Linked DNA regions of Strix aluco: region 2 is linked to region 1. A link is a contact called in public Hi-C data. All regions are on one chromosome and are shown on one strand. The core of a region is the stretch at or near the end of the contact, and the rest is flanking DNA. Distances in the headings are between cores, read along the strand shown. Region 1 holds the start of COG6 (component of oligomeric golgi complex 6). Region 2 holds the start of PROSER1 (proline and serine rich 1).

What was found. Hi-C and Micro-C count contacts between places; a contact is called where the count stands out from the background.
Region 2: a contact with region 1 is called in a Hi-C map of brain, with 6 times the contacts expected there. The contact joins the promoter of PROSER1 here to the promoter of COG6 in region 1. A contact is called at or near these places in 2 of 2 Hi-C or Micro-C datasets (brain and heart).

Annotation. Positions count from the first base shown.
Region 1 is chr2:109,461,328-109,464,027 of bStrAlu1.hap1, forward strand. COG6 (component of oligomeric golgi complex 6) reads right to left here and starts at 1,306. Exons shown (of 18, transcript XM_074815795.1): 1 at 1,056-1,306; 2 at 327-470. The coding sequence starts at 1,181.
Region 2 is chr2:109,745,745-109,748,444 of bStrAlu1.hap1, forward strand. It overlaps PROSER1 (proline and serine rich 1), which reads left to right and starts at 1,431. Exons shown (of 13, transcript XM_074815798.1): 1 at 1,431-2,271. The coding sequence starts at 2,227. It overlaps NHLRC3 (NHL repeat containing 3), which reads right to left and starts at 1,282. Exons shown (of 7, transcript XM_074815800.1): 1 at 1,151-1,282. The coding sequence starts at 1,234.

The DNA.
Region 1 (2,700 bases), core at 56-2,555:
TGGCTCATGTTCAGCCGGCTGTCAGTCAACACCCCCAGGTCCCTCTCTGACTGGCAGCTCTCCAGCCACTCCTCCCCAAGCCTGTAGTGCTGCTGGGGGTTGTTGTGACCCAAGTGCAGCACCCAGCATTTGGCCTTATTGAAACTCATACAGTTGGCCTTAGCCCATCGCTCCAGCCTGTCCAGATCTCTCTGCAGAGCCTCCCTATTTTACTGTAAAAGTATATTTGTCCTGTAAAGTCAAAATCTCTCTTAATACTTTTTTTAAACTTTAAATTACATAGCAGTACTCTTGCAAGATAGCTAGTCACACTGTAAAAATACTACCTCTTTAACTTGCTTGAATATGTGGACAAATTCTTCATTTATGGCTAAGCTTCGTCGTTCAATGTCTCCACGCAAGTTTCTTCGGGTGCGCAAACTGTTTTCAACAAAAAAGGTCGAGAGAGCCTTGAGTGCTTCCAGCATCTCCTAGAAAATAAAAAAAAAGACCTTAACTTTCCACACAGTTACAAAGAAGCAGCTTACATAGTCTATAACTATGTTTGTGGTTTTAAGAAAAAAACCCAAAAAACTACTACATGATTTTAGAGAAAAGACTACCTAAACACACTCCAGATAACTAAAATAATTGTTGAGTCTTTCTTCTTCTTGTATGTTATAACACAAACCTTACTATTTCAGAATAGCTTTAATCAGTAAGATTACACCGGGTTAACGCACGACCTACCTATAGCTAGAAAACATTTAAATCAGAAAAAGCCGGAGAAGCGCCCTCCGAGCTAAGCAATACAAACCTGCCTACGATTTGAAGGTATCGAACAGGTGCGTGGCATGTCGCTGGAGAAGCAAAACCCAATTTTGTTTTTAATTAACGCTGCAAACGTCACCTTGCGACTCCGCAGCGGAACTGAGGGTATGACACGGTGGCTCCCCCGCGCCGGAGCCTATCGGGGCTCGCAGCCCTGACGGCTCATCCGGCCGCCCGCCCGCAGGACGCTCCCGCCGGGCAGGCCCCGGCCCCCGCCGCGCCCCCTCAGCCGCCGCCCGCCCCACCTTGTCGTTGTCCAGGCGAGTCTCCAGGATCTTGTTGAGCTTGCGGGACAGCGGGTTGCTGCCGGGGGAGGCCGGCAGCCCCGGAGCGGGGACAGCGGGCGGCGGCGGTGCGGCGGTGTCGGCCATGGCTGCGGCCCTCCCCTGCCGCTCGCACCCAGCGCCGCAGCGGCGGACCGGCCCCGGCGGAAACGCGGCCCCGAGGCTTTGGTTCCGGCCCGGCCCCGGGCGCAGGCCCGCAGCGGCTGGTGGTGGGGCCCGGGCCTTTGGTCGCCGGTACAGGTGGCTCGCAGGGGAATGAATAAAAAGATTAGGGGTTGATGGTAAGAAGGAGGGTTCACTTCCTGAGGTCGGCTAGCTGTATTTATTTCATGAAATAAATGCTTATTTATGAGCTTAGCTAAAAAGGAAAAATAAATGGGCTCTATTGTATAAGCTAATAGCAATGACAGTAAAAGTGTATGAAAATGAGGGGGGTGTCTTGTTTCGGCTGTGCGTTTACTGACACAAAGGTCTCACCCCCGAGGTCTCCTCGTGTCTCCAGAGCAGCAGAGCTGCCCCTCCACCGCAGAGGGAAGGAGATGTGGCTTCGTGAGCCGGGGCCGCGGTGGGATCTGTGTCTGCTGCAGCCGTGGGCTCCGCTCCCCTGGACAGCCCGGCCGCCTGGCCTGGGACCCACCGCGGTGCTGCCTCGGCACTCTGGGTCGAACAGCCTCAGGAGCCTGGCTGCGCGCCCCGCTCTTGTTCTGCAGCCGTGACATGTCCTGTGTCAAGCGCTGAGGTGCGATGAAGGGATTTCTGTGAGCTTTTCCAAAGGACAAAAACCGGATATGCAGATGAAGGTAAGACACCATGGAAAGAAGATGAATATATACAGCACACAGCTGTTACTTATGAAGACGGGGGTCCCACCATGGTATTAGCTCTGAAAACAAGAGCGCCTTGCCCATGCAATTGAAAGTCTGTTTCCATTTGTCTGGTGGTGTGTGGATCAAAAAGCAAAGACTCAAGCAGCAGCTTAACTCTTCAGGAGTCTGGGGACTTCCCATTGCTCTTCTGTAGGCTATTCCTGAAAGAACTGCAGGCAAATCGAGTAACCTTTCCCTTTATGCCCAGAGTGGAGCAGTTTTCATTCACTTATTTTTTCTTTTAGTTTGAGTCATTTATCTCAAGAAAAATTTATGTGAGCAGAGACGCCCACCTGAAATTTTAGCATGATGGGGACAGTGGTAAGATATTTTTCTATTTAATTTTTATTTTTTTGTTTGCTTCCTCACATAAATCATCTGCATAAAAGGCCAGCTTTTCTAAACAGCCTGTGTAGTGCCTTGTTTCTACTGTTGGCTAGTCAGCAAGCAGGTTTTCAAATATTTTCAGACTCCTTGTTTCCCTTCTTAGTTTCTGATCCTCCACCCTAATACGCTGATGTTATGTCCTTTGCTTCTGACTAAGCTTCCAGGAGCTAGGATCTCCCTTCTCCACGTCAAAAGAGATAAACCAGTATGCTGTCATCACAGCTATGAGCAATTAGTATTTAAGCATCTCTCAAAAATCCTATTATTGGAAAGATCCCCTCCCACTTATAAATTGAATGTTGTTAGCAGTTTGAACAACATTTCAAATGCTGTTAACCTGTTGGATGAGTTGA
Region 2 (2,700 bases), core at 181-2,680, 280 kb after region 1:
AACCAGTAGTAAAAAGTAATTGTGTACTGAAGCATCATAAACTGATATATTCAATTTAAATTAAGCAGACAGATAAAGAGAAGTCAGCTTGTAGCTAGGGTTCTAGACTGCAAATGGGTAAATTTTGATAAATTGGAAATTAGCTAAGGAAGTCTTTTGGGTTGGGGAGCTCTGGAATTAGAAGGCAAAAACCACACCCTGAAATTTTTTACACTGAAGTTGCTATCTGTCAATCACACTCCAAAATGAGGAAAATAGTGGAGAAGGTTCCAAATGCAACAGAATCAATAACCACTTCAAGAAGATATGAAAATTAAAAAAAGAGAAGTCAGAATAAAGGGAAAATACAGGTCAAGAAAGAAAATTACATCTTGGAAATGGGGAAGTGTAAGATACCAGGAACTGCAAAATTCAGGTCAATGTATGCATTGTAAAGGATAATGGAAAAAAATAATCTTCCACCTTTTTGTTCTATGTTTCCAGCAGAAGAATGGAAGCTAAGCACAGTTGTGCTGCTGCAAGCTAAGCACTGAAACAGAAAGATCATGTTACAACTGAGAAGTAACAAGTGGTGACCCTGAAGGACCAAGGCCATCTAACATTTCTGTTCAATGTCTTGCCAGAAGTAGGAGTAAGTTGATGACACAGAACTACGAACAGCTTAAGACAGACTACACCGGCATGAAGGAAAACCCAGAGCAATTAAGCAGGGAGAAAATCCGACAGTAAGAAGTGGTTATTCACCCAGAGATTATTAAGTTTTTCTTAATTTAAACAGAGCATATTGCTTGGAAATCGCTGAAAAAGAATCACCCAGCGTACGCATTTATCTCAGCAGGGCTGTAAAGCCGCCCTAATTGAGCCCCCGCCTCGAACGGCGTAAGCCAGAAGAGGCGCGGGAAGGCACCAGGAAGAAACGGGTCCCGGGGCCCTGCCCGCACCCCCCGCCCCGGCGGGTCCCCCCGCAGACCGGCGCACCACGGCCTCGTTCCCGCCGCCCCCGAGCGCGCTCCTCCCGGCAGTACACCGGCCCCTCCCACGAGATCTGCCTTTGGGCGAGAAACCGTAAACGGAGGGTTTGTACAAAGCTCCGGCGCTTCGTCCCCTCCCTCAAGCCGCGAAGGACACGCGCGCCCCTGCCGCCGCCCACCTGCGAGCCCCAGAGCAGGGCCAGCAGGGCCAGCAGGGCGCCAGCCATCACCAGCCACAGCCCCGGCGGCCGCCGCTGCCTCATCGAGGCCGGGACGGGACGTGGCGGGAGGGGCCGCCCCGCGGGCGGGCCGCGTTGCCATGGCAGCCACGTGACCGGCCCCCGCCCCCTCCCGCCCCCTGTTGGCTCAGGAAAGGAGGGGGCCTCGTCCCCTTCGCCGCTTCGCCTAGCGCCGGGCTGCCCGTCATCGTGCCAGCTCTGAACCGCGTGACGGCAGCGCAGCGGTAGGCCAGAGAGAGGGTGGCGGCGCCCTGCGGCAGCGTTCAACGTTTCGGCGAGGCTCTCGGGAGCTGGAAGAGGGGCGAGTCCAGCTCGAGTTTCCGCCACTTCTACTCAGGCATCGTTGTTGTCGACCAGCACGGAAGGGGGCCTTCGCCTGCGCGGTGTGATGTCATAGGAGAGCGGCGGCGGCGCAGCAGGACCGGCGGAGCGGGGTGCTCTGTCGGTGGCTAGGGGCTGCGCGCCGCGCCCTTGCTTCCTGGGACGCCTCGGCCCGCGGCCCCGCGCTCCCGCTCCGAAGCGCCTCAGCCTCTGACCGCCGGGGTCAAAGGGTGGCGGCGCAGCGAGCGATGGGGTGCGGGGGCGCCCCGCAGGCGGGCGCGGGCCGGCCGGGCCTCTGTGCCGCGTGCTGAGGGGAGCCGCGCTGCGGGGTCGCTGCGCCGCCGCTCCGAGGGGCCGCGGCTGCCGCCGCCTTCTAGCCCCGAGCTCTCCTTCTCCCTTCGCCGGCGAGGACAGCCTCGGAACCGGCAGGGAGCGGGCGCGGGGCCCCTCCGAGGCAGCGAGCAGCAGCCGGCGGTTCGCCTTTGTCTCTTGCGTTGCGTCCAGCATTGCGAAGGCGTCAGCGCTAAATTCCCAGGGGGAGAAGATCCTAGCCTGCCTTCCTTGCCTTGCTTTCCTTTTTTTTTTTTTTTTTAAGTAATTTTTTTTCCGTGTGCTTAAAGACTGTTAAGCCTTTGGCCTGGATATTTTTTTTTCCTCTCCATGTTTAAGTGTCTGCATTGAATGAACTAATAAAGATGGATAAGAAATCATTTGAAACCGTGCTGGATGAAATTAGAAAGGTAACTTCTCGTTTTGCATGTTAGTTTAACCATTTGATGGTAGAATATTCCTCCTGATGAACACACCAGGTTACATGTTTGTCTTTAATAATCACTTCAGGGTTCAATAAAGAGTAAATTTTACCTCAATGTGAAGAACTGTAATCCCGTGTTACTGGTGTGTCCTAGTTTTTGTATGTCGGATATAACAGTGTAAAGTTGCTGTGACATGCTTTCTCTCTTTGAGATATTTTTATTTTCTCAGAAAAGTCAGATTGAATGTCCAGACTGCTACCAGTGAGCTAGCAACATGTGCTTGAAGAGTGCTCATTTGAAATAAGCACTTGAACAAGTTTATCACGGGTTTTTCACTGTCAGGGAAGGTGAGGAAGAAAATCCGAAATGGCCAAGTATCTCTTACTTGGTGGTAGAGGCTGCGTTTGCTTGGCC